Linked DNA regions of Sus scrofa: regions 2 and 3 are each linked to region 1. The links are chromatin contacts, called in public HiChIP or PLAC-seq maps. All regions are on one chromosome and are shown on one strand. The core of a region is the stretch at or near the end of the contact, and the rest is flanking DNA. Distances in the headings are between cores, read along the strand shown. Region 1 overlaps LOC106505661 (a long non-coding RNA gene). Region 2 holds the start of BHLHE40 (basic helix-loop-helix family member e40). Region 3 has its middle 31 kb from the start of BHLHE40.

What was found. HiChIP or PLAC-seq counts read pairs in DNA pulled down with a chosen protein or histone mark.
Region 2: a contact with region 1 is called in an H3K27ac HiChIP or PLAC-seq map of alveolar macrophages. The contact joins the promoter of BHLHE40 here to the enhancer-like site in region 1. A contact is called at or near these places in 1 of 5 promoter capture datasets (liver), 14 of 47 Hi-C or Micro-C datasets (alveolar macrophages, embryonic fibroblasts, epiblast stem cells and 5 more) and 1 of 2 datasets of contacts at active chromatin or transcription factors (alveolar macrophages).
Region 3: a contact with region 1 is called in an H3K27ac HiChIP or PLAC-seq map of alveolar macrophages. The contact joins two enhancer-like sites. A contact is called at or near these places in 1 of 47 Hi-C or Micro-C datasets (fetal skeletal muscle) and 1 of 2 datasets of contacts at active chromatin or transcription factors (alveolar macrophages).

What each region holds. Positions count from the first base shown.
Region 1 is chr13:61,453,419-61,457,796 of Sscrofa11.1, reverse strand. It overlaps LOC106505661 (a long non-coding RNA gene), which reads left to right. Exons shown (of 12, transcript XR_002337646.1): 6 at 3,993-4,058. Among named protein-coding and RNA genes, the nearest start is that of BHLHE40, 72 kb to the left of the region's middle. Within about 2 kb of position 2,781, at least 1 of the 83 cell types and tissues checked has an H3K27ac peak or open chromatin away from gene starts, as enhancers often do. A contact at or near this core is called in alveolar macrophages, where this site is marked.
Region 2 is chr13:61,526,581-61,531,171 of Sscrofa11.1, reverse strand. It overlaps BHLHE40 (basic helix-loop-helix family member e40), which reads right to left and starts at 3,160. Exons shown (of 5, transcript NM_001245010.1): 1 at 2,815-3,160; 2 at 2,579-2,648; 3 at 2,220-2,327; 4 at 1,162-1,285. The coding sequence starts at 2,894. It overlaps LOC106505661 (a long non-coding RNA gene), which reads left to right and starts at 2,334. Exons shown (of 12, transcript XR_002337646.1): 1 at 2,334-2,508; 2 at 2,655-2,818.
Region 3 is chr13:61,557,070-61,561,362 of Sscrofa11.1, reverse strand. No RefSeq gene overlaps it. Among named protein-coding and RNA genes, the nearest start is that of BHLHE40, 31 kb to the right of the region's middle. Within about 2 kb of position 1,267, at least 23 of the 83 cell types and tissues checked have an H3K27ac peak or open chromatin away from gene starts, as enhancers often do. A contact at or near this core is called in alveolar macrophages, where this site is marked.

The DNA.
Region 1 (4,378 bases), core at 1,532-4,031:
AAATCCCTGCGAGTGGGGAAATTGCTGCATAAAAATATATGTCCATTTATAATTTTGATATACATTGCCACATTGCCCATAATGGTGGTGTACGAATTTAAAGTTTCAGTACTAAAATTGGAGTACTTGTTTGACCATGTTCTTGCCAAGAGTGACTATTATTCCATCTTTCTCAATTTGATAGATAAAAGTGATATCTGATTATGAGTGACCTGGAACTTTTTTCCATTTATTTCTTTTTCTGAAAACTGTGTTTTTTAATGGAAACATTGATCTTTTTCTTATTAATTTGTAAGAATCCTTTACCTGTTGTAAGAATTGCTCTTGTTGAAGTTTGTGGTTTGTCTTTCAACGCTGCCCGTGTTTGCTGTTGTTTTGCCATACAGAAATATTTGAATATATGTATAAATCAGTTTTTTATGGATTCTTGCTTTAATTCTATATTTCAAAGAGCCTACCATACTGCAAGATTATGTAAAAAAAATTTTCAAACAACTTATTCTGGCATGTTCAGGATTTTCATTTTCTTTCTGTATTTCTAGAAATATTACCCCACCTGGAATTTATCATGGTGAAAGTTGTGAGGTTTGGATTCAACTTTAATTCCCCACCCCAGAGGATTACTCAGTTGTTCAAATGCCATTTATTGGATAAGCCATCTCTCTTCACAGATAAGAGATGCTATTTTATCTCATACTAAATGTCTTTTTGTATCTGGGTCCATTTCTGTTCTTTTGAGCTGCCTGTCTGTTCAGGTGCCCTGCCTTTTTAATTATCATAGCTTTGTGTTTTACTATTAACACAGGCAGGCAACCCTTGCTTTCCTTTTTCAGGTTTTCCTGCATACATTTGCTTGTTTATTTTTCCATATTAATACTATAATCAACTTGTATAATTTTTAAAAAGCCTTTATTTTAAAAACTGAGGTAATTTGGGGGAATGACATTTTTATAAAGCCTTTTTATCTAAAATTATGGATGTCCTTCCATTTGTTCAAGTCTTCTTTTTGAATCGCTGTACCTTTAAAAGTCTTCATATAAATAGCTCTTCACTTCTTACATTTATCCCTAGGAATTTAATCATTTTGTTGCTAATACAAGTGAGGTCCTTTCTTCCATTATATTTTCTTTTTTTATTATTAAAGTATAGTTGATTTATCATTATATTTTCTAACTGTTGTTTCAAGGACTTTTAAAAGCCAAAGAAAAAAATTATTCTTCTCTTAATAAATGTAATTTTCTCAACCACAATAAGTAACTCTTATAATTTAATTCCATTTGAAATAGTTCAAAAGGATTAAAAAAATCCCAAATTCCTACAAGTAAAAGGATATTAGGAACAGATTAAAATATCTTTTAAAAATTGTTTCTTGATTCACATATAAAATTAATAAATAGTCACACTCTCACAAAGCACTCTCTGTTCATCTTTTGCCTGGTAGGGTACACATGTTGTTTGGCTCAGTGCTACTCAGGAAGCTCTGCTAATTACCTACTTCTCCCAGGGGTAGGCTGGCAGCTCAGCTATTCTGATGCTGTGTCACCTAAATCTTAAGAGACAGACACTGCTGGGAACTAGAGCTCGAAAGTCAAGCAGATGTGAGACATGATGCTTCCCTGCTTCCCCCACCCATGAGTTCCCCTCGGCATAGCCTGTGTAAGCAGTAGCTATCCAGCAAACCACCGCTCTGCCCCAGACTGAGAACACTTCCAAGGTCAGCTGGAAAGAAGAAAGAGGAAAGTCCCTTTGGGAGACCTCCAGATTGGTAACCTGGGAGGATGCAGGATGGAGGAGCAAGCTGTTCTGGGAGGGGAGCCTCGACCTGGGAGCTGGCTGGGCTGTGTAGCCTTAGGGTGGAGTTTTCTTTAGTAAGTGGCCACATTTGAGTCTTGGGTCTCATTCTTAGAACTGAGTAGGTTGACTTTTTGACTTTGGCAGGATCAAGAGGAAAGAGCAGGGTGACTGCTCACCTCTCCTTTCAGGCAGGAACTAGAGGTCATAATACCCTCTTCCTGACACCAGACCAGCATTCTTAATAGGCAGAAACCCTACTCACTCCTTTGCTTGGCTTAACTGGTGGCTTCTATATTTATTGAAAAGCAATCAGGTGGCCTTTACATGGACTCCCTTATTTTAATCCTCACAACAGCCCTATAAGTTAAATATTGCTATTATTTTCAACTCACAGATGAGGGAAGTCAGATTCAGGGAAATTAAATAAGATGGCAAAAGACAGAGTCAGGATTTGAAATCAAGTGTCTCCATTGATAATCATGCTTTGTACCACTACACTTGGCTCTTATGAAAATTAATGGCAAACCTCAATATTTCTAAATAAAGATGAGCAAAGAGGTTAAAGTTATCTCTATATATTGAATACTTCTGGTAATTTTACCTATTAACATATTTACTCTAGAATGTGGGTTTTACTTATATTGGCAGAGCTCCTTTCTCTGGGGCTAGTTGTGAACTCCACTTAAAGCCATAATATTTTTTCTTTAGTGATAGTTATATTCACAAAAGACTTTGAAACATCCATAATGGATTACCTACCATGTTTATTTTACAGTGCTCTGAAGACTGTTTTACCTTGACTATAATTCTAGAATTATAGTTTGTAACATTATTCGAGATGCCAGATGTGTGTATATGTGTGAGTGAGTGTGTGTGTTTATGAATAATATGATTTCTTTGTGGGTGTGAATTTCACCCTTTCTGTGATTTCTGTTGCCCTAACCATATTGCTAGGCAACACCAAGAAACACACAACCCACATTCTCCTAATTCTTTTTCATATTTCACACATGGACTTCTGCTTTTCTATGCAAGCAGTGCCACACCAGTGGGTTTACAATTTTGGATGTTTAAGCCCTCGGGTATTCACTCGGATCTAAGCTAAGTGACCATAACTATCAGAAACTGCCAGAAAAGGAGTTCTTGTTGTAGCTCAGCGGGTTAAGAATCCAACTAGTATCCATGAGGATGCAGGTGAAATCCCTGGCATTGCTCAGTGGTTTACGGATCCAGCATTGCCACAAGCTGTGGCATAGGTCACAGATGCAGCTCAGATCTCGAGTTGCTTTGGCTGTGGCACAGACCTGCCCCTGCAGCTCTGATTGGACCCCTATCCTGGGAACTTCCATATGCTGCAGGTGAAGCCAAGAAAGAAAGAAAGAAAAAGAAAGAAAGAAAGAAAGAAAGAAAGAAAGAAAGAAAGAAAGAAAGAAAGAAAGAAGGAAGGAAGGAAGGAAGGAAGGAAGGAAGGAAGGAAGGAAGGAAGGAAGGAAGGAAAGAAAGAAAGAAAGAAAGAAAGAAAGAAAGAAAGAAAGAAAGAAAGAAAGAAAGAAAGAAAGAAAAAGAAAAAGAAAGAAAAGAAACGAAACTGTCAGAAAAGAGGAAGAGCTGGCATAAGGCAAAGACAACTATTTGTTTTAAGTCTTTGGCTGATAATTCATTGGTGAAATGCAACGTGATTCTTGTAGGTGACATCAAGGAGATGGTACTGGCTTCCTTCCAAAGTACTCCAGGGACTTGGAGGGTAATTTTGTATGGAATACTCTTTCTGATACTGGTGATGTCACACATGTACAATTTGCCAGATGAAAATCAGGTGTACATCTCAGTCAACAGAGAGACCAGTATTTTCAGGTCAGGCTCTGGAGTTTAGCAGAGTACAGTTATTTAATGGACACTGCATCACAGGCTGAAGTCATGTACAGTCTTCCTGCCCTCTGTTTGTAGGGTAAAGTCATAGACTTCACTAGGCATGGACCACGCTAGAATTGGGCCTATAGTGGACAAACACAGAACACTTTATCACTACAAAAAAGATCCTTGGTTTTTTCTTATCCACTCAAGCCAAAACTTAGGAGATCACAGGAAGCAGAACTTTGAAGTCTTTTCACAGCTGACCCACATGACTTAAGAAGCAACATTGCCCAGGTCAGAAAATCTTTGCTGAGGCTCTGAGCTGAGTTTTTCATTTATTGCAGGTACTAATGATACCTCTTTAGTACTGCCCTGGAGACCGATTGCTCCATAGAAAGATTTTCAATAAGGTAAGCCTGCAGCCAGAGTTCCTTTTGCCTTTTGCAGTTATTAATTCCTTTTGCTAGAATTAATAGAGCTTAAGCAAACTAGATGTTTGAAAATATGCACCTCTGTTTTGTGCTGTGAATAACCAGCCAGAGGCATTTTAAATTATGAGGGTGACTAAGAAAATAAGATCTTTGCTATTGTGCAGAGAAATCTGAAGAATTTTATCCATCCTTCAGTTCTTTCTAAATGGCTCATTGTATGCTATCTGTATGGTACGACTCTAGGACAGATTTCTGTCTGAACTTCACAGCATGGGTGGAAGAAAGTAATTTGGCCTTTA
Region 2 (4,591 bases), core at 1,911-4,410, 73 kb before region 1:
TTACACTGAAAAGATAAAATAAAAATCATCTATAATCCTACCACTCAGAGATAACATATATTTTGTAATGGATATATAATATTCCATCATAGAAACAGACCATAATTAATAGAAACAGACTATTTCCCCTATTGTTGAATTTATAGGTTGTGCTTGCTTTTTCATTGTAAGCGACACAGCAAAGAACGACCTAGTATGTGTATAGCTAGAGTCAATTTGTAGAACATCAGTCTTACCATAGCAAGATGGACAGAGACCAGATAGTCATGAGAATGAAGGAACACTGTCACCTGAAGTACGCTTATTTTCAATGATTTATACAAGGGGCAGGCATGCTGTAATCTTTAAAGGCCATTCCTCAGTCTTTCCCCTGTATTCTATCCACGATCCCCAAGAAATTAGGTAGGATCATCTTCTTATTTTCAACAAGGAAACTGGCAGAAGCACCTGCTAGGTTCTTGTGACTCTCATCATAACAGTTTGGAAAGAGGGGCAGAGAGGAAAGGAATGAGGGATTGGATAGAAGAATTTCTCCCTGGTGTGTACAATATTATCTGGAAAGAGTGAGACGAGACGTGATTGTGATTCTCTGGAAGGTGATTGTGATTCTCTGGAAGTCAGGAGAAACATGATGAAACTTCAGTGGTTTCGTGAGATTGTGTAATTCACCAAGATACCTAGTGGCTATTCAGGGAACCACATGAAATGCAGGAAAAACTCCTGCTGTCATCCTGCCAGGATCATACCACACACCATGTGATAAGGAAGTAGAGACACAGGAAAACACTGGGGCATACCCATGATTTTATTCTCCAATGAAACAGGGCTAAGAAGACTAACTGTAAAACACCCACGATGCAAATTATAGGTGCCTTGGCATTTTGAAAGGAAGGGGGGGAAAACTCCCAGAACCTAGAAACTCTTTAAGCCAAAATGCCACAGAAATATTTTACCGTTTGACTAATACGTATTCATGCCAGGTGGCACATAGCAGCCTCCCAAATGAAAAGTCTGACCTTTTAGGAAAGATAAAACAGCATCTTCCCCAGTGAATGTGCATAAGCAGTTTGTTGCAGGAATGTTTCTTATGTCAGATGTTGAGCCCACAGGCTCTCCATTTGTGCTAGAACTCTTAGGAGATAGCCAGGCTCAGGAACTCACCAGCTTGCAAACCGCTCTGCAGGGCAATGATTTTCTGTTGTTGCTGATCAATTAGGTTCGTTAGTGCTTTCACATGCTTCAAGGTAAGTTCAAGAACCACTGCTTTTTCCAAGTGACCCAAAGTCTGGAATAAAAAGAGCCTCAGTCAGCAGGGAGCTCAGAGAAGTCCCACCTCTGGGACCCTTATTAGCAATGAGAGATGTCTCTAAAGGGAAAAAAAAACAAAAACAACCTTTCCTGGTTGGCTAAATTTCATTTTAAGTTTATAGATGTTTAAAATATATATATATATAATTATTAAAAAAAAACTAGTTAAAAAACAACAAATGAGTGTCACCCATCTTTGGAGGCATTTTGGAAGCAGCAGCTACCTCAGGAGAAAGCTCTGACAGATAAATTTTTCCAGCAGCCTCTGCTGACCTTAACTCAGGGGAATCCGAAGATTACATTTCTCTGCAGTGGTGTCAACCCGAGGAAGGACTTCTACTGTGTCTGGCAGCCAAGAGGCTTTCCCTAGTTTCTTTCCTGACACCCTGTCATAACTTCCAGTTCATCTAAGTTTTTTCTTCCCCCTAAATACTTCTTTTTTTTTCCCTTTCCCCAACCAAAGGCTGTCAAGCTAGTAAGCTGTTGACCATTGCCAAGAAAGGACAGGATGTTTAAAAAAAAAAAAAAATCACACACCCAAACAAGTCCTCTCATTTTAAAAAGAGATGGGGAGGAAAGAGGTTAAGAAAAATTGCAGGTTGCTTGGTTTGCTCAAGTTAGGAAATCAAGAGAACCTTGAAAATCACCAGAACGGTGAGCCTTAAACTCTTGCAAAGGAAGGCCAGCCGGTGTTGGTGCCAACTGGAGAAATACAAACGGTTTTCACCTTATTTGCATGAGGCTGCCAGAAAATTCTGAGGACTGGGGAAGTGTACCCCAAATAGCCACCCAGCAGCTCGAATCCAGCCGTCTGGCCTGCAGTTCCCGGCGGGACCTGCAGGCGGCGAGTGACCCCCGACCGCCCTCTGGGCAAAGGAGCTGGTTTGGAGAAGGGCCAGCTTCTCACTTACTGTAAGTTTGAGATGTTCGGGGAGGAGATCCTTCAGCTGGGCGATGCACTCGTTAATCCGGTCACGTCTCTTTTTCTCGATGAGCCGGTGCGGCAGTTTGTAAGTCTCCTGCAAGGCGCACGGGGAAATGGTGGGCTCCGGAGGAGGAGGATGAGAAGCCCTTTTCCTCCCTTACCCCGCGGCGCGAGAAGAGTAGGGGCAAATGAACAGAGTCACACCCAGAACTACCTTCTTCTCCAAGCCATCCAGGCACGGACCCCGCACCTTGCATACCCCCTCCAACCTCAAAGTGAGAAAAGTTTTCTTGGGAACTCAGTGCGTGCTAGGGGCTGGGGTCCCCAGGGGTCCGGGGCCCTTACCTTGCTGTCCTCGCTCCGCTTTATTCCCCGCCTCGACTTGTACACTTGATACATGTGGGCAAAATCCATCCTGCAGGGAGAGGGACGAAGAAGGGTCGTGACTTTGCCTGCGCACCCGCTGCAGGAACCCTGGCGGGCATGAACCCGCATATGCGCCCAGAGCGATTCCGAGTTGAAAGTCGCTCAGAACGCAGGACTGGAGTTGAGGCTTGAAGGGGCCGGGGGTGTCAACTTACCCTGGTAGGTCTCCAGGCTCCAGTCCTGGTGCTTTGGGCAGGCAAGCGGGGGGCGGCTGCGCGCTGGGTATCCGCTCCATGGCGCGGCGAGCCGGGGCCACTGTGCGCTCCTGTCTGCAGTGGCAGAGAGTCCGGTGAGGACTGTCCTGGAGAGGTTTCGAGGGGTCTCTCCTCAGGAGTTCCTCTGAGTCTGAGCTCCCTGAAATCCTCCGGCTGCCCGGAGCTTCGGCTTTGAGGTGTTGCTTCAGTTGGGGGCGTGCATGGTGTCCCCGCGGCTTCTGGCTCAGGCTCTGCGCACAGACTGGCGATGTGTGCTCCCTGCGCCGTCTGCGCTGTGCGAGCCAAGTGAATGAGAAGTGGGGCGGGCGGGGAGGCGGGAGGGAGCGGGGGGGGGGCGGTTAGGGTGGAGTGGGGGGGTGGGGGGAGAACGAGCCGAGGAGTAATGGAGAGGCTGCGGGCTGGGTTAAATGGGAGCGAGTGGGTGGGTTGGAGCTACGTGTTCTACCCTGTGACTCCAGGCACGTCTGGCCGCTGCCGGGGAGGGAAGGAGCGACCTGCCCGCCCTCCCCCGGCTTCATCACATGAGTCTCACGTGTTGGACAACGCTCCCGCGGCTGCGAGGGAGCCCCCACCCCCAGCTCCGGCCCCCAGGTGTCTGCGGCTGCCTTTCCCCGAAGAGGGGGTGGCAGCGCGGCCTGGGTCCTGCCCAGCCGGGTGGGGGGCGCGGAAGCTGGAAGGGCCCGGGGAGCCGGGGGGGGGGGGCAGGGAGGGGAGGTTGGTAACGTGGGCGAACCTGCCCCAGGGAAATGAAGTAAGTTCCCGTCTCCTGGGAGGGAAGGGGGAGGACGGATCCGCCCGCCTCTGACTCAAGCCGGGAGAGGAATATCCCCTCGCTCGCTCCAGCCCAACCCGTTTCCTCCTCCCCCCGCGCGGTCCGCTCGGAGGAACCAGCGCTCAGCCGAGGGAGTCGCCCGGCCCCCCTGCCTTCCCCAGGGGCTGGGGTTTCTTTCGGTGCCGGCTTCCCTGCCCCCACCCTCCAGCCCAGAGTCCAGGAATCGCCCGACGTGGGGAGGGGCCGAGGGGCGGGGCGGATGTCACCCCATGGGAAGCGGGCTGGCAGCCAAGCGCAGGGGCAGCCGAGGCCGCCGCCGAGCACGCTCTGCGCACCTGATCCGAGAGGCTGCGTGCGGCGGGCCCCTGGCTCCCCCGGAGTTCCGCTCCCGGGCACAGCCTGAGCGCTGGCGGGCACCCACTTGCCCACCCCCCAGGGTGCTCCAGAGTACCCCCCCCCCGCGCGCCTTGGACTAGTCAAGCACAGAAAGATACCCGGCGCGGAGCCCTGCGTTCCCTCCCTTCTCTGCCCCCACCGGAGCGGAGGCGCTCGGGTCGCCTCCCCTCGGGCTGCAACGTTACACAACCGTGGCGGCGGCGCCTGCCCTGCAGCAGCGCGGGGCGTGACACTTCACGTGGCCGGAGCTCGGGCCGCAGCGTCCCCGACTTCGAGCCCCTCTGCCCAGACCGGGGGACGGAGAGCCCCGGGCCGGTGTGGCCCGCCGGAGTCTGCCGTCTCCCTCCCTCCGGGAACTTCGGCGGTGCCGTGTGGGATCCTCACCCGGAGATGGAGGAAAGGGAGAGAGACTAGGAAAAACTATCTGCCCTTCACAGTGACATCTTAGCATTCATTCATTCTACACGCATTTGTTGACTTCCCTACCCTGTGCCAGGCATTGTCCCCGTTGCTAGACACACCGTGGGGGAATCCAACGCAGATTCTGCC
Region 3 (4,293 bases), core at 18-2,517, 110 kb before region 1:
TTTCTTTCTTTTGGTTTTGTTTGTTTGTTTTTGCTTTTTAGGGCTGCAGGTGTGGCGTATGGAAGTTCCCAGGCTAGGGGCAAATTGGAGCTGCAGCTGCTGGCCTATGACACAGCCACAGCAATGTCTGATCCGAGCCTCACCTGCAACCTACACCACAGCTCACGGCAGTGCCGGATCCTTAATCCACTGAGCAAAGCCAAGGATTGAACCCACATCCTTATGGATATTAGTCAGGCTCTTAACCCCTTGAGCCACAACAGAAACTCCTAATTTTCTTTTTTTTTTTTCTTTTCCTTTCTCTCCCGAGTCTCTCTCTCTCTCCTTTTCTCCTGTCCTTCTTTCTGACTCATATTTCCTTCTCTCTCTATTACACAAGCCTATGCTCACTCTTTGTCTCTCCCATCTTTGTCTCCGTGTACCTACGTGGCTTGCTCTTGAGCTGTCTCTGTTTCTTTCTCTCAGTCTTCCTAGACTCTCTCTCACTGTGGACAGAGGCACACAGGCCCCCACTGTGTTCAGTGGTTGGGCTGGTGGCTCCACACTCCAGCCTTTGCCTCTGTGCTGGTGCAAAAAACTGGCTGGCAGTCTTGGCTCTCAGTGGACATACCTGCAAAGGGAGGCTGGTCTTCACCTGGCTTTTCTTTACAGGAGATGGACAGGTAGGTAGGACGAATGGTGCATCTTGCTGTCTGGCAAGAGGAGGGTAACTAGACTACATCTATCACTAAAGTAATCCCACCAACGTGCATGATCCCAGCACTTGAAACAAATGTCTGGAAGGGAGAGGATAGTCTAGGAATATTCTTTTGACCCCAAGGGAAAAGGCAACTCTTTCTTAATGACTAAAAGTGCAGAAAAGCAAGAGGCTGTGAGAAAGTGATTCTTCCCAGTAAAGTGAGTGGAGAATTATGAGGAAAGCACAGAAAAGGGGAGAGAGAGGAGAAGGGAAACTAAACAGGAGCCCTTGGTGGCCCAGGGAGGAGTAGCTGAGAGAGGAGTGCAAAGAAGGGAAGGGGTGACACAGAGTTTTAAAAATTCACAGTGAGACTTCAACACCTTCAGGCTCAGGCAACCTCCTGATAGGCTATTCTTGGGAAGAGCACACACTTCTTGAGGAATGGAGGAGGAGAAGACCCCTAGAGAGCAGGACCACAGAGTGCAGATGTTCAAGCTCAAATCCCAGCCTGGGCCCCACCCTCTTTTCACCTTGGTTTCCAAGTGGGTGTTTTGGCCACTGGAGGGGAAGTGTTCAGACAGAGCTCGGCTGGTGGTGGTGAGTCACGGCCCCACCCAGGCCCTGCCAGCCCCGGGGGGCCTCTCGCCCACAGGGCTGGCAGCAGCTGCTGGGTGTTATCAGGAACGACAAGGCAGCAGGGGCCAGGCAGGCCATTCACATTCCCTCCATATGACTTGTGGCCACAGGATCTAGTTCCCAGCCCTTTTGCTCCTCTGGCTCCATTGGACCGGGCCATTAATGGTGAGCCAGCTGCAAGTGTTTGTTTCAATGTCAACAGTGCAAGGAAGACAACCCTGTAGAGCAGGATCAGCCTAGCTGTAAGGAGCTGTAAGGTCTGTCACTAAGCAGTTTATCAGCCACCTCCTTTCACTTGCAAGCCCTGAGAGGCCAGGAGTCCTGTTGTGGACCCCACAGCATACCTAGCACATGACATGAAGGCTGGTATACAGTAGGTGCTCGATAACTGAATGAATTAGCATGCACTCAAATCTGCCTGCTTTGGAGTTCCCTAGTGGTGCAGTGGGTAAGCATCTGGCATTGTCATTGTCATTGCAGTGGCTCTGGTTGCTGCTGTGGCACAGGTTTGATCCCTGGTCTGGGAACCTCCATATGCACATGTCATGGGTGTGGCCAAGAAAGCAACCAAAAAAAAAAAACCTTGCAAATCTCCTTGCAGCTCCTGACTAGTTGTGTGACCCTGCCCAGATCCTTAACCTCTCTGAGCTGCCATTTCTATCGTCAGTGCAAGGGAATAGTACCAGTAAAAGTATAAGAGAACAGACTAGGGGCGTCATCCCACCCCAGCCCCCACTGTGAAATAAGATAGTGGCGAGGGGTTGGGGGGGTGGGAGCATCGAGTCTGCAGCTGTCATTCAAATCTGAGAGGGGGTGCGAATGGAGGGAAAGTGTTCATGTTTGGAAATTCTGTAGCTTCTGTGGCTGGTAGTTCCATGTGCATCGTACAGATGTTACTTTTCAGGAAGATGGTGTGGTGATGTGGTTAAGAGCTCATGTTCTGAAGGCCCAGGACCTGGGTTCTAATCCTGCCTCCACCCCTCGATTCCTGTGTGATCCTGGGCAAACAGCTTCATCTCTCTGAGCTTGTTTTTCTGGGTGTAAAACAAAAGTTCTCATTAGGTTTCCATGAGATCCATCCCAGGCTGACCCTGACAAGAAGTTAAGGAGAGGCTCAGTGCGTGTTAACCATGATCATCAGTTTCCACCCGCAGCCCCATGAAACAGATGAGACTCTCCCCAGGGTGCAAAAGAGGAAACCCCAAGCCGGCCAGGTGGAGAGGCGTGCCTGACAGCAGACCCATAACTAGACAACTCCTGCCACTGAGGCCCCCCACAGCTGCCAGAAATAAGGTGCTTGCCCTCTCTGCCTCCACGCTCTGTCCCCTGGGGTGGGGGAGAAGTGAAACACGAACCCACCAGGGTAAGAAAGAGGAGAAGGAACTGGCGGAGGTGAGGAGAGGCAAGTGGCCCTAAATCCTGTCAAAGGACAGTCTAGGGCAAGGTCAAGTCCAGGTCGGTGAGAGAGTGGAGGTGGTGGGAGGATAGTGTGACAAGCAGTGGGGGACGGGTGACTGAATCGGCTAGCGGCCGAGGGGTGAGGAGCTGGTCCTGAGAATGCGGAAGGAAACTCTTTTTATCAGCATTAACAAGAACAGAGAGGGAAGTGTTTGCATCTGGCCCAATACCTCAGCTGTGACCTCCTGTCTCTAAGGACAGAGGTCCCTGCAAACTCTGCTTTCAAAACTCTCCTGGGAGAAAACCCATGGCCCTGATTCTTAGAAACTGTCCTCATCCCAACAGAATAAACAGCTCAGTGGCCTTTTGACTTTTTGACCAGTACCTGCTGTACCTTCAGCCTCTAATGAGAGTGGGCATTCCCCATGCTTTCAGCCTACCCATTTTACCAATGAGAAAACCAAGTTGAAATCTGGCCTCTGGTCCTAGCTTTGCTGCTCCTAGCTCTTGGGTCTGAGTGGTTTCACCAACCAAACCTCCGTGTTCCCATTCATCAAGTTGAGGCGGTTAGACCACATCTTCTTTTTCACCCTTCCCCTTCCCTTCCTTCCAGAGCCAAGGTTGTACAATTCTCAGGAGAAAGTCACCTGATCACATGACAGGGATGAGCCCAGGGATCTGAGATTCCAAACCCCCACGGGCAAGCAGAAGTGTTCCCACCCACACAGGCCACCTCCCTTCCTGAGCAATTCTGCTCTGATGCTATGCCTTCTGCAGAGTGCCAGTGCCAAGCACATCATAGGTCTTAAGCAGGATCCTGAAGTCCATGCTAACTGTCCCAGCCTGCAGTGAGCACTTCCCATGGGCTAGGCACCAGATGGCAGCAATCGCCTCTCTCCCCCTTATAACAATCCTTGAGGAGACAAACACACTGCTTCTACCCATTTTAAAGTCATGGTAGCTGAGGCTACGAGGAGAGGCAAGGTGGGCACCTTGCCCAGGGTCATGCAAAAACATAAGATTCAAACCCAGTCTGAGTTGATTCCTTTCCATAGAGTGAACTCCACTGAAATCAATACGAATTGATTGGGTTATGTGCCATTTTCTTTCTTTTTAAAGTAAAAACATTTCCACCCCCTCTAAGGAATATGGATTACTTGTGTTTTGAAAGGGAGTAGCCAATGGAAGCATTTGCAAATAACATGCTATGTCATCTGGAGTTTGATTGAAACTAACTCAGTTTGGGGAGAAGATTTATATAAAGCAAATTGTCCATAAACTGATCATTCTTGAAGCTGGGTATTGGTTGGAAGTTCTCTCTACTGTTTTCTTCCATTCTCAACATGTTTGAAAATATCAATGATCATGGAAAAATGTGAATTAAGTTTAACTTTGAAAAGTAATGCACACAGGATAAATGAACTGGCCTGGGAAAGGCTGTGCAATGGGGGTGGGGGTGGGGTGGTTTGTGTTGCCTGCCCACAGCTGAAAGCATTTTAAGGTCGCCTTATGAAGGCATTCATTATAGCCTCCTGCTTCTGTTCTCCCTGGACCACAAGGGCCCTCTTTGCATCCAAGAG